Regions from separate parts of the Mus musculus genome. Here regions 1, 2, 3 and 5 are each linked to region 4. The links are chromatin contacts, called in public Hi-C and HiChIP or PLAC-seq maps. All regions are on one chromosome and are shown on one strand. The core of a region is the stretch at or near the end of the contact, and the rest is flanking DNA. Distances in the headings are between cores, read along the strand shown. Region 1 holds the start of Cnot6 (CCR4-NOT transcription complex, subunit 6). Region 2 overlaps Tbc1d9b (TBC1 domain family, member 9B). Region 3 has its middle 3.8 kb from the start of Scgb3a1. Region 4 holds the start of Rasgef1c (RasGEF domain family, member 1C). Region 5 has its middle 22 kb from the start of Tbc1d9b.

Region 1 (4,755 bases), core at 817-3,316, 190 kb before region 4:
GAGGATCTCTGAGTTCAAGGCCAGCCCATTCTACAAAGAAAGATTCAGGCTAACAGGGACTGTATTTTAAGATGTCTTTTTTTTTTTTTTTTTTTTTTTTTTGTAAAGTTAACATGGGTTCAGTCAAATGTTTAAACATTAACCAAAATACTAGTTAAAACTACATGCATAGTAGGCAAATTCCTATAATGCCTTTATTTGTAGTCAGGACCAAGTTCTGTATATCAGCGTCTATGTCTGTTCAAAAAAAAAAAAAAAGCCTGAAATTTCCCAGCAACCATAATACATCTCAACTTATACAAGGATTCTCTTTCAAGAATATTCCAGTCACACTAGAAAATGTCTGCCACATACATTTTTGTCCACGTTAGCAAGCACCTGTGCACCTGTGAAATGGCTACCTGACCTACTTTAATATCTACCTGATAAAAATACCCGCTTCCTTCTCCAAACCCCAAATACTTAACAACTATATCACCCTTAACGTCTGCTTTATGACTACCCTCCTAACTCTAACATCCTGATCCAGTCTCTTCATTCTAGGCTTGGTTCCTCAGAGCCAGGTCAGAGAATTTGACTAGACCACTGGCTCCACGTAATTTTAATTCTAAAATGTATTCTTCAAAGCGCCAACTTCAAAAGACTGGCAGCAATTACAAAAAGCAAAATACGCCTTCACAATCTTTTGACCAGCCTACAGAACGGTTGCGGGATGGTGAAAATTTCTAGTGTGGGAAAGACAGTGCTATTACACACCGAATTGTTTTTTCATTTATTCTCCAAAGTTAAAATTCCAAGCAGAGGCAGAGAAGAATTTAGACCTAGTAGTCAATCAGGCAATCTACCTGTAAAACAGGTTTACCTGTACTCAAATTCTAGCAGATTATTTAAACACAGTAACAAGATGGCCTGTGCACAATGTTGTCACTTGCAGAAACAGTTAAAAGTAAAGAATTACAGTTGCTTATGAGCAGTCTCTGAAGACCGTTGTCAGGGTAGAAAGAGTCAAGGCGGGGGGGGGGGGGGGGGGGAAGGGGGGGTCACCAAAGTAAATAACCACTGTCTTTGAAACTAGGTTAAACTAGGGAAATTTTCTTCCAGAAATTAGTACTTGAGTCCTGAGTCCAATAATCTCTTCAGCTGATAATCACTTCTTTGGCCACGTAATCCGCCCCGCCCCTACCAATATCTGCGTTAAACGGACTTTAAAATACTTTAGGAGAAAAAGGGTGAGCATTAAGTCAATCCACGGAGTGCCAAGTTCCACGCCGCACAGTGCACACCCCCCCCCCCCCAGCACAGCCACTTCTCCAAAGTTGCCACCGGTTTGTCCCTAGTCCCGGCACCCCAGCTCCTCTCTTGAGGTGCGTGACCGGCCGGAGGCGGGGGTCCGAGAAGCCAGGGTTCACGCCACCGCCCTCTGTACGCCACCGCACTGCCGTCAATCAACACTCCCACCCCCCACCCCCAACCCAGGCCGAGCCCCGGGACTCCGCGCGGGGGGCGCGGCCAGGGGACCGACGGGATGGCGATCGCTGTGTGTGAAGGAGGGGGACGGACAGACGTCACTCCGAGAACTCCTAAGTTGTGCGCGAGTGCGCGCTCGGGGTCCCCGCCGGGGCGCGACCCCTGGGGGGGGATGGGGGAGCGCAGGCAGCAGAGCCTCGGCGGGACGTCGCTCGGGCCCGTCGCGCTCACCTCTCGAGCTGCGCCGCCTTCCTCCGCCGCTGCCGCCGCCTCCTCCCGATGAGTGCAGCGGGGTCTGCCCTGTGGAACCACCATACCAGTCCCGCCCGCTGCTGCAGCGCCTCCGCCGCCGCTCTTTGTTCCCCCTCCTCGGCCGCCGCTCCTCAGCCGCCCGCCTCGGCCGCCCCGGACCCCACGAGCCGCCGCTACGCTCTGCCGCCCTCTCGGACCCCGGCCTCGCCCTCCTCGCCGCGCCGGCCGCCGCCTTCGCCTCCGCGCCGTCGACGCCGCCGCCACCGACGCCGACGCCTCCTCTTCCGCGCCCCCCTCGTTTTCATTGAAAGCAAACAAGCATCATGGCGGCGGCCGCCGTCCCCCTCCCACCCCAGCCAGCGAACGCCCCGCTCACCGCCGCCTCTCCAACATCCCGGCTTCTCATTGGCTGACGCTGCTGGGCGCGACTATCCCGCGTCGTGCGGGGGTGGACTCTTGGCAGCCCGACGCTTTAGCCCCGTCCGCGTTCCCCCCGGTCTCGGAGCAGTGAGCCGGCCCGGCGCGCTCCTGCCCGCCCTCCCAGCCTCTCTTCCCGCTCTCTCTGCGCCTTTCCTTCTCCGCGCCTTCTGTCTCCTCCTCTCCTAAAGCTGTTTCTCCGCGGTTTAGTTGCTCTTTTTCTTTCTCGTCCACTTTTATCTCCACTTTACCCTTGATTTTTTTTTCCTCCTCTTGATTCATTTTGCTTTTTCCTTGGCCTGTCAATCACTTGGGAGCACAGATTAAATTCTCAGACGTTTAACCCTATCCAGTGTCTTGATCTTCCGAGAAAGAAAACTTACACTCTTCAATAGTCAACTAATTGTTCCTGCCCTAACTATGCAGGAAAAAAATAATTAATAGGCAGGGTTTGTTTGTTTTTTAAATTATGGGGTCCTAATTTAAGTAACGAACTATAGCTGCATTCGAGGGCTAACATAGTCTACTCAGGACATGTGGTTTCAGGTAAACCGGAAAAGGAATGGGCTGATTAATGATACTTACATCAGGAAAAAGTACTTGGCTGGTATTCAGGACACAGGGATTAATCAAGCTCCACCTTGTCGAGTCAGCGTCATGGTGTACGGGCAAGAGTAACGCCCAACAGGCTTCAAATACACTGGCGATATAGACTGACAGGAATTGTGTGAAGGAAAATAGCTACCCCGACCTCCGTGGCAGATCAGCCCAGAACTGAGCGTGAAATGGCTTCCAGGAACTAACAAGAAAAAAAAAAATGCCTCTCAAGGAAGCCCATCTTTCGTTCCAGGATGTGGGACTTGCATGGCTGTTGCCTAAGGCAGAAGAGAACTAGGCGAGCAAAGCAGCGAGGGACAAAAGCCTTTCCAAGAACCAGATGTTCTGTTCAAGGCAGTTTGTGTTTGCCTGGCCCCAGCATTGCCTTGAGATCATCATTGCCTGCTATTTGCCAGGATAGCAGTGTCAGTCTAAGCTTCTAGTGCCATGAGACGCTGGAAAAGTTAAGGCAATGGAGACACCCATCATACACGAGGAAATGACAGGCGCAGACGAGCTACCTGAAGATACTCTTAAGCCCTGACCTACTCAGGCTGTTCAGTGCCTATTTCACACAAAGGGTACAACTAGGCGGAGGGGCCAGGGGTGTAGACATCCTGCTGGCCTGTTCCCTTTCCAGTGCTGTGCCCTGGGAACCTGTGCTCCAGCCTAGAGAAGAGGGTTTCTTTGTGTAATTCATCTTCCCAAGGGCAGCTGCACTTTTTGACAGTGACTGTATGCCTCCAGAGGAGCCTAGTTGTGTAACAAAAACCTTAGCCTCATTAAGCAACAACTCCATTATAATCCTGGAATCAGATGCTTAGGTAGACAGTTCTACTCGTCCCACTTGTGTCCTTTCATGCCAGTGCCTCACAGAGGTGGAAGAATGTTGGATATCTGGCACCTCTGTGTCCCTTAATAACGCTCTTCCATCGATGGTGAGAGTGCTTCCTTATGGCTTTGTGGACCGTCTCCTCCATCTGGAGGTCATTCTGACCCACAATCAGGGCAGCTCAGGAATCTAAAGAGGAGGGAGCAGAAGCCCTCAAGTCTTCGAAAGCATCCCTCTTTGTCTGTATTCCATCCACCAAGCAAGCACAAGCCCGGTGTGGATTTGAGAGAGGAGGCAAGCCAGGGAGCAGTTGTACGCGCACGGCCTGATGGACTTACTCAGCGCCATTGAGATAGACTCGCCCTGCAAAGACTGGGGTCCCCAGGAATGCATGGTATTGTTCAAACTGATTACAGTGACAAAAACGTAATGAAGGCTGCCTGATCAAGCCAATCCTGACAGACTCAACTGCCAAGGAACCAGAATGCTTTATTATAGAAGGTTCGTGTTTTTTCTAGTGGGTAAGCAAAGGGGAAGATAAGCCGTAACAAGAGAGCCAAAAATATGGACCCAGGGTAGGTATTCAATTCTGACAATTTGGCATGTCCTCTGAAAGGTGGAGGCTTAGTGTCCAAGGGCCATCGCTGACACGCTGATACAGTCCCTTATCACCGTGTACTAAGGACAGTAATATAGAATCTGGTATTATAAACTTACAGGTCTCCATCGATCTTCTTCACATTATTTATTATCTCTAGTTCTAGCATATTAGACTTCATTCGATTCAAAATTCAGTTCAAACAGCTTTAAGGAAAAAGAAAGGGAATTAGTTGACTCAAATAGCTTTGAAGGCCAGGAAAAGTATACCCTTCAGGTGTGGCTTGCTTTGGGGACTAATGACATGCTAAGATCTAGTCTCATCCATGGTGACTACATCATGAGAAGCCATATTGAATCAAAGTAAATGTCACCTTCTATAGAGTTTAAGACCAGCAAGAAAATGAGACCTTGTCCTGGGCCGGACTTTCATTTCCATTCCTGAACTAAATACCATCTTCAGGAGAATTTCGTGCTCTGGTCAGGAGGAAATCTAGCCCACACCCCATGTAACTGGGCTAGATTCAGGAGAAATGGAGGGAATAGGGGGTGGGGGCAGCGGGGGATAGAGATGAGATGAGATGATGCTGTTG
Region 2 (4,794 bases), core at 761-3,260, 250 kb after region 4:
GGGAAGGGAAGGAAGGGAAGGAAGCCCAGCCCCTGGGCTGCAGAGGTTTAGTGCATGGGTGGGGCGAGAAATGCTGAGAAAAGCCACAGATGCTGAGTGAGACTTGACCCGGGGTCCCCTGAGACCATCATTTATCCTTTTGCATCTGGCTGTTTACCTACTGTCCCCAAGAGCCATCACATTTCAGCAAGAATGTGATTTAAAAATAAAGCAAGCTTTATTTTTAAAGCTGGATGTTATTCCGCTGTAGCTGTATATGATTTCTCTCCCCGGCTCTTGATGGACAGCTGGGTCACTTGACCACTGGACTGTTGCACCTAAGGCTGCTGTGAAGCTCAGTGCATGAGTGTTCAATCTCTGCCTTCAGGCCACTGGCTGCGACCCCAGAGGTCAGATTGCTGCATGGCGGTCTGTGCGCCTTCTAGGACACACGTTCCTCATTCCCACAGCAGCTGCCACCTCTGCTTTGTCACCAGTTGGTCACAAGGGTCCTGTTCCTCTTAACGCTTGCTGGTTTTATACACACAGGAGTGGTAGACTATCTCACTAAGATTTCGATTTACGTTTCTGGTGGCTTTTGACTTTGAATCTAGTAGACTTTTCCTAGCCACGTCAAATGGTTTTCTGTCAGCCTTAGCTTGTATCTGGATTTTAAGGAAACTGGTTTCCTAAAACTTAGTTGTAAGACCAGTGTTCTGCATCACGCTACCAATTCATAGAGGCCAGCAGATTGGCTTGAAATAACTTTTTAAAATAACTTGCCCCCTTTTATGCTTCTCTTTGTTACCAGCTAATGTTGTGTAAACCCTCTTCCCCCGCTGCAGGGCTCTAGCTACACACCCACACATCAACTTGACCCAGCCCACTAAGTGGAAGTGTTGGCTGATGTCTTGTCTCTTTTTTCTTAATGCCTTCTAACCCACTTGACTGAGCTGTCTGTCTGTCTCTGTCTCATTGATTTCTTGCAAATTGGCTTATTGGCAGATTTCCCAGGGTTGGTCAGGGGCTGTTTCTTGGTACTGGGTGCTGGACCTCTCTGAAGGGGCAGGCCATTTTGCTCTGTGGCCAGCAGAGTGAGACAGACACGCTGAGACACACTTGTACTGTCTCTTCCTGGCAGGCAATGAACATCGTGACTTCCGTGCTCCTGCTCTACGGCAGTGAGGAGGAAGCCTTCTGGCTGCTGGTGGCCCTGTGTGAGCGCATGCTGCCCGACTACTACAACACCAGGGTAGTGGGTGAGTGTCCATAGGGATTCAAGGAGCTCAGGAGCTCCACGTGGGTGTGTTTGACCTTCCCCTGGCCACTCCACCCTAGCTTCCCTGCACCTCACAGCCATCATGCAGGCTCCTACCTTACAGACTAGAAGCTAAAAATGGATCTTGCCAGAAATGAGAGAAGCACAGACAACCAGCCCTCTGCCTCCAGGGTCCAGCTCCCACCTAGACCTCGTGAGGTCGTTCCCAGGACGACCGGACTGAGTCAGAGGACATCTCACATTCAGTGGGTTTTAAAAGCCATCTAGAGCCCAAATCTCCATCCATGTTTCCTAGGTCTCTTTGCCTCAGACATTTCAAGTTTCAGAACTAGAGCATGTAGTCTACCCGTGTCCCGGTCAGTGGTCCAGTTCTACTCTCAGGCACTCACATCCAGTAAAATCCATGTCGTCAAAAGGAAATGGCTTACAGACTGTCTCAGCACACCTGTGTTTTAGCTCTCAGCTGTCCTCTGCTGTTTGGTGTCCAGGGTCACCACTCGTGGGGGCCTTCAGCTTTGTATATGTTCAGAGCATTGGGAGAGGGGAGGGAAACCACTGCTTGCTTCTGTTGTTTCTAGGGGGTAAAGTCAACATTTCCTGAAAGTCAGACATCTGTAGCCATAGGCTCTATGTCCATGGATTCAGCCAAGCACTGAACAGAAACGCACAGAAGAAACTCCATCTGTACTGAACACACCCAGACTTGTCCCCTTGTTCTTCTCCAGACAGGATATAATAGCTGCATAGCTTTTCATAGCATTACACCATAGTAGGTATTATGAGTCATCCAGAAGTAACTTAAAGTATACAAGAGTAGGAGGCTGGAGAGGTGGCTCAGTGGTTAAGAGTACTGACTGCTCTTCTGAAGGTCCTGAGGTCAAATCCCAGCAACCACATGGTGGCTTACAACCATCCGTAAGATCTGACTCCATCTTCTGGAGTGTCTGAAGATAGCTACAGTGTGCTTATATATAATAAATAAATAAATCTTTGGGGCTGGTGAGATGGCTCAGTGGGTAAGAGCACCAGACTGCTCTTCCAGAGGTCTGAAGTTCAAATCCCAGCAACCACATGGTGGCTCACAGCCACCCGTAATGAGATCTGATGACCTCTTCTGGTGCGTCTGAAGACAACTACAGTGTACTTTACATATAATTAATTAATTAATTAATTAATAAATCTAAAAAAAAAGTATACAACAGTGTGTGCCTAGGTTCCCTGATGCTACTATATACCCCCTGTGTGTATCCTCATGGATGCCAAGGGACCACTGTATATTGAGCAAGTGTTCCTTTCCACACAATGGTGTGTAAGCTATAGAAAGAATGATTGCAAAGTAATTTGTTTCTTTCTGTTTTCTGCATATGCACACCTCTCAGGGCCTCACTATAAGCTGAGATGGCAGGGTTGAGTTTAGACAGGAACCACATAGTGTTCCTATACCCCAGGCCCTGGGATTCTACAGGGTGTCTGCTCAGGGCCCTGGAGCGGTGCTTGTATTTGGCCTCTTGTCCTCCTCAGGAGCCCTCGTAGACCAGGGCATCTTTGAAGAGCTCACGAGAGATGTCCTGCCCCGGCTCTCAGAGAAGATGCAAGAGCTGGGGGTGATCTCCAGCATCTCGCTGTCCTGGTTCCTGACCCTCTTCCTCAGCGTCATGCCCTTTGAGAGCGCCGTGGTCATTGTCGACTGCTTCTTCTACGAGGGCATCAAGGTGATCCTGCAGGTGGCCCTGGCTGTGCTGGACGCCAACGTGGAGCAGCTGCTGGACTGCAATGACGAGGGCGAGGCCATGACCGTGCTGGGCAGGTGACCATGCTGGGGGCGGCTTCTGCTTCCAGGAAGTTGGCAGAGAGCCCTCCCCTCCCCAGCCCTCAGCCAACATCCTATGCTATGTGCCAAGTACTAGACTAGGTCGAGAGATGAGCCAGGAGCAGGGCACAACTGTCCTGGTGGGATTCAAGATGCTGGAAGCAAAGAGGAGAGCTGGTGGGCCTGAGTGTACTGAGCTGCAGGCTGCCACTCAGCTGTAGTCTCGGAAACTGACCCCGAGCAGTCGTCCAGTGGGTGACACTCATGTTGATGTCAGGGGACAGTGGCACAGCAAGACCTCCAACCTCTAGCCAAGGCAGGGAAGTGCTTGTTTCACAAAGCTGTCCTAGTCATCTCCTCCAAGCTCAGTGCCCATTCCCCGACAGAGCAGACCCATACCAGGCTTGTGGCATGGCTAAAGGAACCTATCACCAAGCTCACACTTCCCCTGGCTTCCTCAAGCTCGTCCCACCCAGGTTCTCCTGGCATCCCTACTGTCTCAGTGCACAGCTAAACCTTTCTGGGCCAGGGCCTGCTTCAGGTGATCATGTGGGTCTCCACTCTAGTCTCTTTCATACCCCACAGGACTCTGGTCAGATCTGACCCTGCCCTCCCCTGGGCATGGGGACATCCCCCCTCTCATGGTTTTCCTCTGCACAAAGGAGCTTTCCAAGTCCCAAACCTGGCTTTCAGCTCACTCCCTACCTCACCCTCTCACTTACCCTGAATTCCTTATAGCCCAACCTGGAACACTGCGCCTGCCTGTTGAGCCAGCCCAGGGCTGTTGGGACCCTGCAGAATTGGCAAGGTTGTGGTCTACCTCCTAGCTAATATGATTCTTGGTCCTCTGATGTTCAAGACACTTAGTTGTGACCATGTTTATACCTCAGTTTCATGTGTATGTCCTACAGTGGGGTAGGCACCTGACCAGGGTGCCAGCTGGGATGGGTTGGAACCAGAAAGCCTCTTCTGCCTTGAGTGTTAGGCACATCCTGGAGAGCCTAGAAGGATAGGAAGGCCTGGTTGACCCACACTAGCCAGCCAAAGCAAGTCCATGTCCACTGGACATGGAGAAACTGTCCACTGAATGATTCTTGGCCCATTTCTTGGTAACCCAGCAGAGAGGAAGCACATTGTCCCTAAACTAGGTAGGCTCTGGAATCCACAGGCCCCTAGAAGATAACCTGACCTTCTCAGAGTTAGTGCTCAGGTGTCAGTGGGCGGCAAGATCTGTTCTCTGCTATTACCCTGATGGGAGCTCCCAGCCTAATAGGGGCCCCAGCGGACACACGACTACCTTCCTATAGGACTCCCAAGCCTGAACTCTGGCCCAGCACTTGGCTGTGGCTGTGGATCCTTTACTGCTGTCCTTTGATCTTGCAGGTACCTGGACAATGTGGTCAACAAGCAGAGCATTTCTCCACCTATCCCACACCTCCACGCTCTGCTGACCAGTGGAGATGACCCTCCTGTGGAGGTGGACATCTTTGACCTCCTGAGAGTATCCTACGAGGTCAGCTTCCTGCAGGGTTAGCCTGGCCAGCCTGTTCCCTAGGGCCTGTGGTTTTAGTTGATCGCAGGGACTTTACCCTCTGCCTTTGTCTCACTGATTCTCCGTTGGCCTGCAGAAGTTCAGCAACCTGAGGGCTGACGACATTGAACAGATGCGGTTTAAACAGAGGCTGAAGGTGATCCAGTCCTTGGAAGACACGGCTAAGAGAAGCGT
Region 3 (5,104 bases), core at 923-3,422, 240 kb before region 4:
TCCTGGTGGGAAAAGAATGGAGAGAGAATGAAAAGAAACTCAACACAGCCCATTTGTAAGCTTCAGCCCTCACGTGCTGTATACAGAGCTGGGAGTGATATATACAAGACCCATCCTACAGCACAAAATAATCACAAAGCAGGCGCTAACCTAACTAGCCCACAGCAAGGCGACACGGCAATGAGCCACGGTGATACTGAAACGGTCATCATGGAACCCCCCACACAACTCCCACAATGTATGACAATTGAGCTGCCGAGTCGGAAGGTCTACATGCTCCGGCAGGGCAAGCATACTGTCACTGAGAGATGGAATTGGGGTTCCTAGTTTGATTAATAATGAACATAGCCTGGGTATGAGAGAGAGAGAGAGAGAGAGAGAGAGAGAGAGAGAGAGAGAGAGAGAGATCCAACGTGGCAAGTCTTCGCGATGGATGTGCTGACTGACAAATATGAAAGGAGAAAAACTAAGAAGAGACCATCTGGGTCCCTCCCCAACCCAGGGGCCCGGGGAGCTGCTCTTCTGGCTGTAAAAGCCTACATACCTAAGCTGCATCTCTACCTGCTCACGACAGCCACATTTTGGGCCCAGGTATATACACATGAAGGACACCAAGCATGGACCAAGGAGACTCTGGAGCCAAGCTGAGAGTTAAGTTGGGCCCTGGGACAGAAATCTCAGCATGGGGAAAGCATGATCGGGCCTCCCAGTCTTTCAAACAGAGGGCCTGTTGATAGTGCAGGCCTCTGTTGTTGGCAACAACCTGCTGTGGGGCCCAGCACAAAGCATCATGCCTGCACAATCTCCCCCGGCGCTTCTTGAAACCAGGAACCATGATGAAGGCCTAAGGAGCTCCCTTCATGGCTCCATCTGCTAAGGGATCCCACTGGCCGGGCAACCAGCTTTGAGGTCCTCATGGTCCTTCCAAGGTTCCAAAGTTGATGTTTGGCCCATGCTCAGAGCCTTCAAAGTCTCTGTTTACATCCAGCACTTCCTGCATTCCCAGAGGATAGGCAAGGCGTGAATGTTTGTTTTGGCCCATAGGATGTCCTGCAAACATGTCCTGGGACAAGCTGACCCTCTTATCTGAAGAAGTGCCAAGCACTTCCTCAGTATCATAGCCAGTCCTGGGCCCCCAGGGAACAGGCATGCAGGAACTGGGTGGGAAAGTCCAGAGTGGATACTGATCACCCGTGTCCATCCCCCTCCCTCCCACATGCCAGGTAGGCTTTGACACCCGCTGGAGACACTCCACTGGCTGAGACAAAACAACACAGATATTGAAGGATAAGATACGTGGTAAAACTAATTGTCAAGTGTTTTGAATGTCACTTTCTATGGAAAGTTGACAGTATAATTAAGTTCATTATTTTGAGGCAAGGCACTTCTCCTGGCTTATCTGGGTCAGCCCTTCAGCCCTAAATGCAATCACATGTGGTCATATAATAGACAAAGAGAATACATGCATGCACGCACACACACACACACACACACACACACACACACACACAAATCTGAGGGCAGAGACAGGCATTAGAAGGATGAATCCAGAGCCAAGGAATGCCAGAAGCTAGAAGCCAGGAATGAACCTTCCCACGGGCTCCTGAGGGAGTGCACCAACGCTTGGGTTTCAACTCAGTGACACTGGACTTCCTGCCTCCAGAAGAGAGAACAAGTAACTGTGTACTGTCTTGAGCTACCAGGGAGGTGTTGACAGCAGCCTCCAGACGCTAGCTCTGAGGCACTGTCTGTCCCTCAATGCAGGCAGATCCCAACTCTCCCCATTGACTGGCACCAACGACGGTCACAAGAAGAGTGTGCGGTGAAGGATTGGGCCTGATGGGCATAAGTCACGACTTGAGTGACCCTCACACAGCTGGAAAAGTGTGGTGAGCTGTGATGGCTTGCATTGCTGTAAGGATGTATTTTGGCAATTGTGTGAAGGCCTGTGGTCACACCGCAGGCTCATGGGAAGCCAGGAAACGGTCGCTCAAACTATTCAATCAGGAAGTAGAAGGGGGGGGGTGGTTGTTGCTGGGAAATTGTGTTTTGTTTTTGCCATTTTTCATCATTGGTGATCAAATCCAGGGCCTTCCTTTTGTGAGACAAGTACTCCACTGGTGTGCTCTACGGTTCAGCCCAGGAAGGCTGGCTTTGTTTTGCTTTGTTCTGTTGTTTTGTTTTACACAGGGTATTGTAATGAAGCCCAGGCATGCAACCCCACATCCTGCTAGCAGGTTGTTTTAAAGACAAAGAATCCCAGGAAGGGTGTACAGGGAGGCCATTGGACAGACAGCAGGAGAGTTCACTAGCCCCTGGGACCCTGTGAACGGCAGGTCTCCACCTTTGTCTTTCGTGATTTTGCCTGAACTTGGCTGTCTCTGGTTCTCAGCCAGCATGGTGAAAAGCAGACCCAAGTTCAGCTGCTAGATGCCCAACTCGACCAGTTAGGTCACTGGAATCCTGCTGGAAGAGAATATGGAGTGCTGAGGAGGACGCATGCATAGTGTTTGTGGGCCTGCAAATGGCATGGCGGTGTGGAAGAGAACGGGGATTACTCAAAATGACAGATGGAATGGTCCAACAACCCCACGTGTAGTTTCAGCAGCCGGTGCTCGTCTGAAGTCTTGATCCTTGAGATTATGGCAGACTCTAGAATCATCTAAGAGGAAAGGACAGGGTGGTGATGTTCAAGGACCAGAAGGAAGGAAGCAGAGGTTGTATTTAATGGGCACAGGCTTTATAAAATGAAGAGTTCTAGAGACAGGGGGGCGATGTGGACGCACACCTTCAAAAGGCATGTAAGGACATTCATAGATAGCTGTGTAATGCAGAATTTCAGAACTATGGTAGTTTTTAAAGTTAGTTTTTAGATTAGCATCCAGAGCAGTTACTGTCTTCATGGTATCTCTATACATATGTATCATTATACATTGCTGTCTCCCTCCTGTACTGAGCCCCCACCTTCTGGCCCTCCAGCTGTTTCCCCTTTGCCCAGTCATGCTCCCCTCTGCTTTATTTCCTTGCTCTATGACTCCGTGCACCACCTCTCTTATGATATCTCCCTTCCTGCCATGATTGCTTTGTAGTTTTTTTCTGAAAACTAACACACACACACACACACCCATAAACATACATACACATGCACACACCCATAAACATACACACACACACACCGCCTCCCCCCCCCCCACACACACACACCAGAACATAGTTCTACATCTAGGATCCGCGAAAGGGAGAAAGCACGGCTATTTGTATGCTTATTTCCCTTAGCACAGTGATTTCCAGCTGTATCCATTTCCTGAAAATGTGATTTCACCTCTCCATGGCTGCATAAAATTGGCAAGGACTTTTTACTTTTCTTTTTCTTTAACTTTTTTTCTCGTTTTTCTTCCTATTTTACAATTTTACTTCTTCCATAATTTTTTTCCTCCACTAACATTTCCTTTTTTTAGTAACAGTTTTTTTCGTTAACTTCAGTTTTCCACTTATCTACATTTTGGTGCCTTTCCTTGACACAGCCAAATGGTAACATCGTTTTTAATTCTGTAAAGTGTACGACTGTGTCTGGCCTATTCTTACTGTGGTTGCTGTTACCAGTGCTTCCTCTTTGGGCAGTACTGGGGATGGAATTCTCCAGAGAAGCTAGTCACTGAGGCCCTCCCAGCAACTGGACATTATCCATCGAGACGTATGCACAAATCTCAACACAGAAACATAAGAAACATGGTGTGTGTGTTTGGTGGGGGGGGGGGGCGGAAATAACTTAACTCCTCCAAAAATTAATAGCTTTTCAGTAACTGAGACTCCAAAAATGCCAAAATGGACAGAATGCTGGACAAAGAATGAATTCAGAATTTATTTATTTATTTACTTACTTACTTGTTTTTTGTTGGTTGTTTGGCTGGTTGGTTGGTTTTGTTTTGAGACAGGGTTTCTCTGTGGTAGCTTTGGCTGTCTTGGAACTCACTCTGTAGACCAGAGATCTACCTGCTCCCGAGTGCTAGGACTAAAGGTGTATGCCTTAAATACAGTTCCCCATGTTGTGGTGACCCCTCAACCATAAAATTATTTTTGTTGTTATTTCACAACTGTAATTTTGCTATTGTTATGAATCACAATGTAAACATATGGTATGCAGGATATTTGAGATACATATACAACCTGTTTGTTTGACTCTCATTGGGTTGTGATCCACAGATTGAAAGACTCTGCCTTAGATTAACTGGATTTAACAGACATTACAGAACATTTCATCTAGTAGGAACATACACTTTGCTTCTTTTCAGCTCCTGAAACCGTTTCCAAAATAGATTATTTTACAATCTAAAGCAAGTCTTAACAAATACATGATAACTTAATTATTCCCTTGCATCTGATCAGATCTTTAAAATAAAATCAGAAACTCACAGAAAGAGATATCATAAAATATACAAACACATATACTAGATAGTATGCTTTTTCATGAATATTGCCATATTTTCTCTCGGACTTGGAAATCAGAATTACAACTCACACACACAAATGCATGCATACACACATGCACACTTGCACACACGTACACACATCTTGAAAGCAGAAAAGTAAATAACAAGGCTGTGCAAGGTGACTAGGTAGAGGAGAAAGACAGAGGGCAAGAAAGCATTGGAAGAGTGAGTTATGGTCAATGCATTGGACATGCTGTATGGAAATGTCACAGTAAAACTCACATATAACAATCTGTATTCATAATTATAAATTTAAAGACAAAAGGAGAAGGAACAGGAAGAGGAGGAAGAAGAAGAAGAGGGAGAAGAAGGAGAAGAAGAAGGAGGAGAAGGAGGAGAAGGAGGAGAAGGAGGAGAAGGAGGAGAAGGAGGAGAAGGAGGAGAAGGAGGAGAAGGAGGAGAAGGAGGAGAAGGAGGAGAAGGAGGAGAAGGAGGAGAAGGAGGAGAAGGAGGAGAAGGAGGAGAAGGAGGAGAAGGAGAAGGAGAAGGAGAAGGAGAAGGAGAAGAAGAAGAAGAAGAAGAAGAAGAAGAAGAAGAAGAAGAAGAAGAAGAAGAAGAAGAAGAAGAAGAAGAAGAAGAAAAGCAAGAAAGCAAGGTGGGTTACACCTGATAAA
Region 4 (5,186 bases), core at 269-2,768:
ATTTATGCCAAGGCTGAGACAGAATGCCGCTGAGGACCTGCACAGGGTGTCTATGGCCACTGAAACCCAAGGGTCTCCTTCTTTTACCCCAAGGACCCAATTCCAGACTGCACTCACTAGCTGTCTTCAGGACTTTCCCAAGATTTCCTTTGGCCACACAGTCTCACCACCTTCTGGGAAAGGGTGCCTCAGCAAACCTCACAACTACTACCTACCCAACAGCCACCCCTGGGAAATTTCCCCCTCACCCCTCACCAACCCAGAATCTCCCACTCCTCTCAAGTTCTCCTGTCCTGTATCACTAAGCCCTGTGGCTTTTCCTTTCTTGTATCTGCACCATTCACTGACCCTGTCTAGGGTCTGTGCTTCTCAGCTCTCCTCTGCCTGCCCCCTCTACACTGGTTCATGCTGCTTGCTTCTCCCTCTTATGCCCTCTCAGTGACAACCTTGTGGGATGAACTTTTGTGGTCCAGACCACTGTGAATGGGAGATGCAATCCAGAAAACCAAGGCAGGGGGCTTCTTAGGAGCCAAGGTAGTTGGGGATGTACCATCTCCTCTTGCTGGGAATGCTTTGGGCAGAACTGGGGCTAATTTGTCCCTAGGGCCACAATCAAGAACACGACCTACCTCTTCCTAGTATTCAGGAGGTTACTCCAGCCCTGCTCCCTTCCACCTTGGCTCCCAGCACTCTCCCCACTGGAGAGTCAAAGACTATGATTTAACTACCCTAGGAATCAACATTGCTTCTCCCCCCCCCATGTTTTAATAACCAATAAACTCCGCTTGAGTGAATTGAGTTGGGTTCCTGCCACAATTCATCAGGAGGTTCTGCCAAAGCAGAAGACAGATGTCCTGACCTCTGCAGTGAGACACGCCTGGATGGAGCCAGGGCAGAAGGTCACCAGGTCCTGTGTTGGCTCCTTCTTTTCACTTAAAATTATGACCGCCCTGCTTTATCTTTCTAGCATCGCAGTGCCTCCAGAGCCATGAAACGCAGCTATGTCCCTCACTATAGGGAGGAGGGTGTGTGCAGTCTTCGCCATTCTTTTGACACTTAGCCTGTGCCAATAGGACTCCAGGACACAGACCACCCAAAGTTCAGTGGCCGTTGTAGGAGAGGCCAGGACTCAGCCTTGAAGCAAGTGTGACCTGGGTTTCGGGATTCCAGAGGCTGGTCCAGAGAAGAGGTATGGCCTGATGGCAGTTTAAGTGCTGGGGGCTCGGGGACCAGGCTTGGGAGAGCACCACAGGAGCAGTTTTAGCACGCGGGACTTCCCTCAAGCGAGGGGAAACGAATCACATTGAGGGTCCCGAGCGCATTCCTGGACATTGGGTCTTGATCCCGGGAGCTGGGAGCAGAGGAGAGGCTTGGACAAGGCGACGGCATGCGGAGTGGACAGGGAGGGCAGCGGGCAGCGTTGCGTTGCGCTGCGCGGACTCGGGCGGCTCCACCCGCGCTTCCCTGTGCGGCCGCGAGGGGGCTCCGCGCTGCTCAGGCCGGGCCAGGCGCACGGGCGGGCTGCGTGCGGGATCGCGGCGGGCTGCGAGCGGGCGAGCAGGCAGCGCCCGGTCCACGGTGCAGCGGCTGCAGCGGGCGCGGCGGGCGCTGCCGATGGGCCGGGCCCGGGCTGCCGGAGCGCCGGGAGCCGGTGAGTAACGCGCGGTCAGGAGACACACCTGCGCTGCGGACAAGGGCGTGCGGGGCGCGGCGAGGTCCGCCCGTGGGGCGCGGCAGCGACGTGGGCGGGGACGGCGGATCGGGCCGCGGGCGGGCACGCGCGGGGCTGACCCGGGGCAAGGTGCGCGCGGGTGACAGTGCGCGTGGCCGGAGCCGCGGCGCGCGTGGCGGAGAGGTGGATGACACTGGGCCGAATGGCGCGGGAGCCCCAATCCGCCCATACACACACACCTCCCTAAGGCGCAGGGCGAGCGCAGGGTCCCGGAGTGGAGGTACCATGCAGTGGCTGGAGGCCAGGGGACTCAGCAAAGGGCACGCCCCCAGCCGCTGGAAGGAGACCACCTCCCTATACCAGCTAGTGGCAGAAAAAAGCCATCCTGGGCCCAGAGTCCCCTCCCACATGAGTCTCAGTTTCCCTGGCTCTGAAACGGGCACAGCGAAGTTGACCTGCGATCTGTATGGGAAGGGTGACACGAACCTTGGCCTTTTGGAAACCAGAGGACCAGTGTGCCCATGAGGATCTGTAGGGTCATGGCATCTGCTGGGACTCCATGTGTGTCCCTCAGGCAGTGGCAGGAAGCAGGCTCAAGGATGAAGACAGAGAAGCCCTGGAGAGAAGTGGGTGCTCTGAACGCCGCTGTCTGCCCAGCAGCTTAGATGGTAAGGTGGTGGGGTCCCTTGCACTCCAACTGACCCCCTCCTGTGGCTGTAGGGCAGGTAAGAGAGGCCAAGAAGGGTCCTGGGAAGACCCACCTGATGCGCAGGGCTGTTTCCACTTCACAGTCAAGTAAACAGACTCAGAGGGATGAGAGGACTTGCTCCCAAGAAGTGACAAAGGTGAGGTTCCAGCTCCTACCCCAGTACTTCAGCCACTTTGTCAGGTGCCGTAAGAATGCTGTGTTCACTGAAAACCTACTGTGTGCAGCCAGCTTCCTATCCTGAACACTGTTCCCACACTGGTGTGAGGGCAAGGGAAAATCTGAAGTCGTTTTAGAAGATCATCTCTATGAGGACAATAAAATGGGGTAATGGGCTGGAGAGACGCAGGTATTGGGACAGAGCCTGGGCCTGGCCAGAGAAGGTACCTGTCCCTGGCTAGAGACCTCTGTGCTGTAAGTCAAAGTTGGAGCCTGGAGCCGGTGGAAAAGGGTTGAACAGGTGCAACATACGGACGATGCGTGGTAAGGGCTTTGAACCGGATACGTCAGCAGAACTTAGGCTTGGATGTTCGTCTGGGCGCAGTAGTCCTCGGAGGTTTGGAGTTTGACTTGTAGAAGGAAAGGTTTAATGGCAGTTGAAGAGCTGTGCAGGAGGCAGAGATGAAGCAGGGTTAGAGTGGCCAGGCAAAGAGAACGCAGACAGGCCTAAGAGATCAGAGGTGTGGAGATATTTGAGAGGGCTGTGCCCATCCACCCCTGGCGGCATAGCCACGTAAAGGCCTTCATCCTGACAAAACCAGAGCCACAAAGAGGCTTATAGCAAGTTGAGGGGCTCAGGTGGAAAGGGAGCCTGGTTTTAATTCAAGTGCTTTCCCACTCTGGTCCAGCAGGGAGCGCGTGAGTGCGGGCTGGGTTGCAGAAGTCCAGTCTGGGTGCTTGGGCTAGGCTCAACTTGTGGAATCTTCTGACTTGTCATCAGGTGTCTCAGAGGGCTGGTCCACCACTCACATTTGTCCTTAACCAAACCTGGAATAGGCCGTTTTCCAAAGAGGCTTTTATTCCTTTAAATGGCAGTTGAGAAGCCTAGAAACCACCATCTAGGTTAGGTGTGCCCATGACTGTCCTGGTGCCGCTGAATCTAGACTTTGTCAGGGAGTCCCAGCCAAATCGCTTTTAAAAACAAACTAAAAATTTATATTTCTGTCTCTCACAGTGAGAACCTGATTCCCAAATCATCAGTTATATTTAATTGTTTGCTAAACACTAGAAGACACACAGATGGTTTCAGAAAGAAACTACGTAAACTACTACCCACCCATAACTGCTACCTAAGGTTTCGGATGCCGTTGGGTGCACACCCAGAGCTTGGTGGGTCGTTTTTCAGTCTGATACAGTTTTGGTTTCATGAGTTTCTAGTTGCATTCAGCCTGGTTTTGCACATCCTTGGTCTTGCAATTTTATTTTTGAATCTGTAAAATATTTTTATGGCTCAAAGGTCACAACTACACAAAAGCTATATTTAGAAGCTATTTAGAAGTACAGCCCATAGACAACTTGTCTGTTTCTTTTTACCAAAGAAGCAATTTATACATTATATTAGTATCTGTTGCATCCCCCTTTGTACTGTGACAAAAATTTTACCTAAAAACTGGCTCTCCCGGTCTATAGAGACCTTTCCAGTTCTTTTTTCACTACCACATATTACTCTACTGTGTGACTGCACTCTAGCTTATTTTATTTGTGTGCTGTGGGTGAACCTCTGATTTTTATTCCAGGCTTTTGACTTTTTTCCCTCCGTCTTTTTAAATTTTTTATTTTTATGTGTGTGTGTGTATGTGTGAGTGTGTGTGTGTGTACTTGTGTGGAGGCCCAAAGATGTGCTGGATTCCTTGAAGTTAGAGTTACAGACACTTGTGAGCTTGTGTTCATCTTTAATTAATTAAAATATTTGCTTATTTTATTCATCTTTAGCCAAAGGGAAGAAAAAGTGTATTCGGGATCCTGGTATGGGGACAGCGGTTGAACAAAAAGCCTTCCCTCGCGTGTTTCTGAGTCTGGCAGGACGCACTGATGCCACTTGATATTTCAAAGGTCTCCTAGCTATTCCGGAGTGTTCATGATATGTGGCGTTGGATCATGTTAGTGTGTTCACAGTGTGCAGGAACGTAAGTGTGTGTGGGTGTGTGGGCCAAAGAGTAACCTTGGGTGTTATTCCGTAGGCACCCTCTGTCTTACTGCTCCTAAGACAAACCTAGAGCTTGCCAGTTAATCTGGGATGTCTGGCATTCGAGCCCCAAGGATCTGCCTTGTCAGTGCCTCCGTGGTACTGAGATGAAAGGTATGTGCCACCCTGCTTTGCTACACGCACACACACATACACTCACACACACATACACATACATACATACATGCATACACTCACACACACACTCACACATACACACACATACATACATACATATACACACACATACATACACATGCACTCACACACAATACACTCACACACATACACACACATACATATATATACATACACACATACACACACATACATACACACTTTAAGAGAGTGAGTTCCAAGACTCCGCTCCTTGCGCTTGTAATACGAACACCTCACCAGCTTGGTTTTCTCCTCAGCCACATTTCTATATTAGCTTCTGGAAAGTGGACATCTTTATGCCGTTAATCATAGGAATCATGGAGGTTTTCTGTCTCAAGGCCGCTTCCACCGGGGAAGCTGTCCTTGAACAGGCTCTTTACATTTCTTTTTTTTTTTCCATTTTTTATTAGGTATTTAGCTCATTTACATTTCCAATGCTATACCAAAAGTCCCCCATACCCACC
Region 5 (5,181 bases), core at 965-3,464, 210 kb after region 4:
CCCCTGTGATTTCTTCAACACACTGATTATTTGGCAGTTATAGTCTTTAAACCCTATGTATTTATAGATTTTTTTTCCCAGTCTGTTACAAATTTCCAATTTTGTTTTAAATTCTTCCAGATACCTTGGTTGGTTGGTTGAAATAGGTGGAGAGCTTTCGTGCCTTTTACCCTGTTTACTGTACCAAAGCTTCATTACTAGCCCATCAGTCGCAGAGGGCGCTCAGCGCGCACCTGGGAGGATGCTGCTGTTGCTAGGCACAGTGCTGTGTGAGTGTCTGCTGTGTCGAATTGGTTAATGTGTTCAGTTCTCTTTTCCTTGCTTCTCTTCTGTCCCTTCTGCCCGTCATAGACTGTGAGCACTGACTCTTCACCGACTGTTGTTAAAATCCTCTGCTTCTCCCTATGTGTAGGTTTTACACACATAGGCTTGCATATTGGGTCATGCCATGCACATGGAATCAGAGAAATGTTTAAGCCACAGTTTGCTCTTTGCATTCCTACACACTGAGCTTCACTGGTTGGGGACCCTTAGTGGCACAGCTGTCAGCTGACCTTTGATAGCTTCCTCAGTATAGTTTGGTGAATTAGTAGCATGGTCCCTGCCACCTCATCTTATTCCAGTGGAATCAAAGTGATTCTGCCTCCGCTGTTCCCTCTCATTTGTGATCAGCTGTTGCTTTCAAAATAGTCATCAGAAAATGGAGGAACTCAAACAGCAGTGTTGCTGTTTCTGCTTGTTTAATGTAGCTCCTCTCTCCACAGAGTCTCCGTCTTTAGCATCACATACTGCTTCTCTAAAAATTAGTACTATTAAATATTTTTGCAAGAAATAAAGCATAATTTTTGGCAAGAACTAAAAGATAAAAAGGAATAAAGTTATAGGTTACGACTGGAAGTGTAGGTCATCAGTAACTGAGATAAGAATGTGGTATTTTGTATCTTAGATATTTAACTGTTTTCGTGTTCTAATTGTGATCTCAGTAACCAAGAAAGTGTGTGTGTGTGTGTGTGTGTGTGTGTGTGTGTTGTGTATTAAAATGTGTTTTTTGTTCCTTTGGGCCCAATACAGAATTAGCATCAAAATAAAATTGTTTATTTTTTATTAGTCAGGATATGCATAGTTAATATATAAAATTGAATAATTTTTTCACGTAGTATTTTAAAACTTAGAATGTGACCATGTTTAGGCTGATGTGGGTATTTCAGCTCTAAATCCTTGGGGAAGAACATACAGTTGTTTTCACTTTAGGGTTTTGTTTTTTGTTTTTTAAACCAAAAATAAATGTTTTAAAGACTACTTTGTGTCACAGAAGCTCTGGCATCAGTGGATTCAGAGTTGGGAGGTGTGTCTAAAGAGGAACTTGCAGAGTCTCCTGGTCCTGTGTCAGGCCAAAGGCAGCTGCAGCCACTAAGCCTGAGCAAGCCTCATTTCCCTTTGGCCAGCAACTTTCGAGCTTTAGACTTTTTAAATAGCAGAGAAAAGATTCCCAAGTGCCCTTCCCTGTTTTCCTTTGCAGTTGTTTGGTTTTACTATAGTAAATTCCTTATCCAGAGTTTAAGAATTGGACTTAACAGCAGCAGACAACTCAGAAACTGAGCCTTGACTGCCTTCTCACTCGCTCTGCTTATGTTGGGTGTGAATGTGCTGCAGCCCGGCTTGGGTCGGGGACAAGCAGCAGAAGCCTGTGGCACTAGGTTCCTGTCCAGGCAAAGTAAACTGAGCCTGCACCATCTCAGCGTTTTCCCTGCGCCACAGCTAAAGCTGGCCTGTGACCCAGTGTCCACTTTATGTTGATTTGATCTGCATTAGAATGTGCAGCAGGCAAGCATGAGACCCTGCCTGACTCACTGAGCTTCCTGCAGCCCCAGACTCCTCACCAATGTATATAGGCTACTGTAGCAGCATATAGGACTTGGGAGATTTGAAAAATTGTGTTAGTGAAGGTGCCTGGCTCAGTAGTTTCTGCAGATTTCCTTCCTTTATTTAAAAAAAAAAAAAAAAAAAAAAAAGCTGATCCTGCAAAGCCTTTCCTGGTATTGAAAAGGGGAAAGCCTTGTCAGGCATATTCAGCCTAAGAAAGTCTCTGGGCCACTAAGGTCTAACAGCTCATCTTCATTTCCTTCCTGTTCACAAAGTGAACACTGGGTAGGCCGAGCTGTGTTCACCACGAAGGTACAAAAGGTCACTCTATCGGGGAGAACTCACAGCCAATGCTTAGAATCTTAGAAAGGCTCACTCTTGCCTCCCACTGCTTTATATGAGGAAAGCTTTCTGTGGAAATCCGTGCTGCTTTTCTCCCCCGAGCAGGAACCACGAAGCCTAAGACACAGTGACGCAACAGCCTTCTGACTTACGATCATGAACCTTCTGTCACCTGACCTGGAAGTAGGGCCTGGACCAGTATCCAAGCCTTTAAAAAAAATGAGAATCAGCAGATATTGAACATTACTTTGTCTTTTAAAAGAAGATTCAAGATAATAGATTTGTAAACAACTGTTGAGTCTCAGAACACAGGTTTCCATAGTGAAGAGTTTGGGGGCTGTTTTTGTTGTTTTGAGCCAAGGCCTCCGGTAGTCCAAGTTAGCCTCAACTTTCGCATGTAGACAAGGGTGAGCTTGACCTCTTAAACTCCTTGTCCACTTCCTCCCAGGGATGGTGCTCAAACCCAGGGCTCCATGCATGCTAGTTCAGCACTTAGCAACAGATTGCGCTCCCCAGCCTTTCCTAACTAATTCTTAAGTTTTGTCAAATCTGAGTTATTTAGAGGGCTTATTGAATACCACTGAGCACAAGACTGTCTGCCTTCACTTTGCAATGTTTTTTTTTTTTTTAGTTTCATCAAAAGACGATAACAATGTTTGCATCTGCTTCATCTAACGACCCTGGAAAGCTGTTGAAATGCAATTAAATTTTGATTGTCTCAGAAGGTTACTAGGTCACTAGACTTACAGTGTAGAAACAGTTTTGGCTTAGGCTGAGTTAGGCACAGTGGGGTAGGCAACCAGCATTTGGGAAGCTGTGGTAGGAGGATCCTGGCTATATAGTGAAACCTCATCAAAAACAAATATTTACACATAAGGAAAATAATAACAAATGGAAAATCCAAGAGGAAATAGATAACAGAGAGGGTAATAGTGTGTAATTCTAAGTGATGATTAAAATACTAAAAATGTCTTACCACTTGTATGGTGCCCTTTTTATGGTAGACATCTGTGACCATGAGTCTAGAAAGGCTAGAAGCCAGTGCTCTAGGCCTTTCTCTCAAGAGCATCAAACTGAATTCAAGGAACTATAGACTGTCATGAATGGAGGACAAACGCACAGCCGAGTCAATCAAGCCCAAAGGCATTTCTTTAAAAAAGAAAATGAAATTAACGTCATTTCCTGATCAAGGAGACACCAACACCCAATACTAAGAATGAAGACATATCATGAATGCACACGTCAGAAACTGCAAAGAAACACAGGAGAAATGGTGAGATCCGGAGTTCTAGGGAGGGAGACGGAGAGCTGTTTGATGGCTTTAGAGCTCCAGGCTTGCAGACTGGAAAAGTCCTGGAAACTTCCTTCACCATGAAACATACATAAAAGTGCTCAAGATGTACAAACAGGTTTCTCAATGATAACGACACCAAATTCTGTTAGTACTTTGTACCGTGATTTTTTAACAGTAGCTGTGGGGGCTGGAGCAGCAGCTTACAGCACTGGCTATTCATCCTGAGGACCCGAGTTCAGTTCCCAGCAGCCATGTTAGGTGCCTCACAACTGCCTGGAACTCCAACTTCAGGAAGTCCAGTGGCCTCTCCGGCTTCTTTGGGCATCTGCACTTAATGTGGCATACTCTAATACGGACCCAAACGCATTAATAAAAATAAAACTTTTTTAAAGTAATGATAAAAATAACTGGAATTTTGTCAATAAATTCTGAAGATTAAATGTTGATCAATGTCTTTCGATTTAAAATTGATATGAGAAATAGGAAATTAAGTTCACCAACATCTAAATAATACATTGGACCCTTAAGTTAAAATCATTCTTCAAAGAAACCCCTAAGGTCAGAGTGGCTCTCAACCTTCCTAATGCTGCCACACTTCACTACAGCTCTCCACGCTGTGACCCCAACCATAGAATTGCTCCTTCCTAACTGCAATTGTGCCACTGTTAAGAATTGTAAATGTCTGTGTTTCCCAATGGCTTCTACTGGGGAGCTCTTTGTGATATTTAAGGGAGAGTAGGAAAGGGAAAAGCTTCCCAAGTATTTCTGTGATCCACATAGCATCAGGGCCAGTTGACCACAGCTGAAAGGAAAGAAAGGGGAGATAGGTTATTTAGCAAATATAGATGTGAATATTTGGTTTTGTTTTAATCTATCTGTCTGTCTGTCTGTCTATCTATCTATCTATCTATCTATCTATGGGTGTTTTGCCTGCATGCCTGGTGCCCAAGAGGACAGAAGGAGGCATTGGGTCCTCAGGTGGTTATGTGCTGCCCTGTGGGTGGGAAATAAAATCCAGTTCCTCTGGATGAGCAGCTGCCCCAGCTCCAAAGATCCGGGGGGTTTAAACAAAATATTAGTGGAAAGAGTCTTGATAGCATGTAAATAGGAAAACCTAAGAGTTTGTTTGTGTGTCTAAATCTGTACAGGTGCGTGTGCCTGTGTGTGTGCCTGTCTGCCTGTGCCTGTCTGTCTGGGTGTGCGTATGTCAGTATGTGTGACAATATGTGTATCTGAGTGTGTGGCTGTGTGTTTCTTCTGAAACAGGTTCTGTTGTTATCCCAGGCTTGCTTTGAATTTAGGACAGCCCTGTCTCAGCCTCCCAAGTGCTCAGATTACAGCTGTGTAGTACATACCTGACTCTGGCCATCTGTGGCTTTGTTTCTTTGAAAATGAGTACATTTGAAATAATTGACAGGAGCAGGGGGAGCGATTTTTCTTAATAATTATAGGAGAAAATGCTAAAATTTCCAAGATATTTCGTAAAGAAAATGACCCACAAAACCATGGCTTCCATTCCAAATGAATGTGTTGAATATACAGCAGGATTGAGGGAAAGAAGCGAACAGTGTACATCAGAAAGACAGTAGAGTGTTAGATCTGACACTTCCACTGTCTACTAGGCCTGACTGGAAAAGCCTGGCACCAAGTAGTTCACCGGGGTGAGTGACAAATAAGGAGGG

Evidence for each region. Hi-C and Micro-C count contacts between places; a contact is called where the count stands out from the background. HiChIP or PLAC-seq counts read pairs in DNA pulled down with a chosen protein or histone mark.
Region 1: an H3K4me3 HiChIP or PLAC-seq map of embryonic basal ganglia shows a contact between it and region 4, with 2.5 times the contacts expected there. The contact joins the promoter of Cnot6 here to the promoter of Rasgef1c in region 4. A contact is called at or near these places in 11 of 39 promoter capture datasets (the HPC-7 cell line, cranial neural crest, embryonic stem cells and 8 more), 1 of 484 Hi-C or Micro-C datasets (embryonic stem cells), 7 of 115 datasets of contacts at active chromatin or transcription factors (craniofacial prominence, embryonic basal ganglia, embryonic forebrain and 4 more) and 4 of 9 other capture datasets (adipose tissue, liver, macrophages and 1 more).
Region 2: a contact with region 4 is called in an H3K27ac HiChIP or PLAC-seq map of microglia, with 4 times the contacts expected there. The contact joins the enhancer-like site here to the promoter of Rasgef1c in region 4. A contact is called at or near these places in 3 of 115 datasets of contacts at active chromatin or transcription factors (embryonic forebrain, embryonic stem cells and microglia) and 2 of 9 other capture datasets (embryonic stem cells and liver).
Region 3: an H3K4me3 HiChIP or PLAC-seq map of embryonic stem cells shows a contact between it and region 4, with 7 times the contacts expected there. The contact joins the enhancer-like site here to the promoter of Rasgef1c in region 4. A contact is called at or near these places in 3 of 484 Hi-C or Micro-C datasets (the N1E-115 cell line and embryonic stem cells), 9 of 115 datasets of contacts at active chromatin or transcription factors (bone marrow-derived macrophages, double positive thymocytes, embryonic stem cells and 2 more) and 4 of 9 other capture datasets (adipose tissue, embryonic stem cells, liver and 1 more).
Region 5: a Hi-C map of uterus shows a contact between it and region 4, with 3 times the contacts expected there. The contact joins the enhancer-like site here to the promoter of Rasgef1c in region 4. A contact is called at or near these places in 4 of 39 promoter capture datasets (embryonic stem cells, hippocampal neurons, second pharyngeal arch cranial neural crest and 1 more), 16 of 484 Hi-C or Micro-C datasets (CD4 T cells, CD8 T cells, the G1E-ER4 cell line and 10 more), 2 of 115 datasets of contacts at active chromatin or transcription factors (embryonic stem cells and forebrain) and 1 of 9 other capture datasets (embryonic stem cells).

What each region holds. Positions count from the first base shown.
Region 1 is chr11:49,710,656-49,715,410 of GRCm38.p6, forward strand. It overlaps Cnot6 (CCR4-NOT transcription complex, subunit 6), which reads right to left and starts at 2,067. Exons shown (of 12, transcript NM_212484.2): 1 at 1,699-2,067. It overlaps Gm36411 (a long non-coding RNA gene), which reads left to right and starts at 2,817. Exons shown (of 4, transcript XR_879826.3): 1 at 2,817-4,066.
Region 2 is chr11:50,153,966-50,158,759 of GRCm38.p6, forward strand. Tbc1d9b (TBC1 domain family, member 9B) reads left to right here. Exons shown (of 22, transcript NM_001290760.1): 11 at 1,121-1,238; 12 at 2,780-3,065; 13 at 4,452-4,581; 14 at 4,697-4,794. Among named protein-coding and RNA genes, the nearest start is that of Mrnip, 18 kb to the right of the region's middle. Within about 2 kb of position 2,011, at least 40 of the 459 cell types and tissues checked have an H3K27ac peak or open chromatin away from gene starts, as enhancers often do. A contact at or near this core is called in microglia, where this site is marked.
Region 3 is chr11:49,657,194-49,662,297 of GRCm38.p6, forward strand. No RefSeq gene overlaps it. Among named protein-coding and RNA genes, the nearest start is that of Scgb3a1, 3.8 kb to the right of the region's middle. Within about 2 kb of position 2,173, at least 48 of the 459 cell types and tissues checked have an H3K27ac peak or open chromatin away from gene starts, as enhancers often do. A contact at or near this core is called in double positive thymocytes, embryonic stem cells and liver, where this site is marked.
Region 4 is chr11:49,900,317-49,905,502 of GRCm38.p6, forward strand. Rasgef1c (RasGEF domain family, member 1C) reads left to right here and starts at 1,519. Exons shown (of 14, transcript NM_029004.1): 1 at 1,519-1,651.
Region 5 is chr11:50,106,872-50,112,052 of GRCm38.p6, forward strand. It overlaps a transcript of Rnf130 not described here. Among named protein-coding and RNA genes, the nearest start is that of Tbc1d9b, 22 kb to the right of the region's middle. Within about 2 kb of position 2,215, at least 81 of the 459 cell types and tissues checked have an H3K27ac peak or open chromatin away from gene starts, as enhancers often do. A contact at or near this core is called in CD8 T cells, the G1E-ER4 cell line, hematopoietic stem and progenitor cells and 1 more, where this site is marked.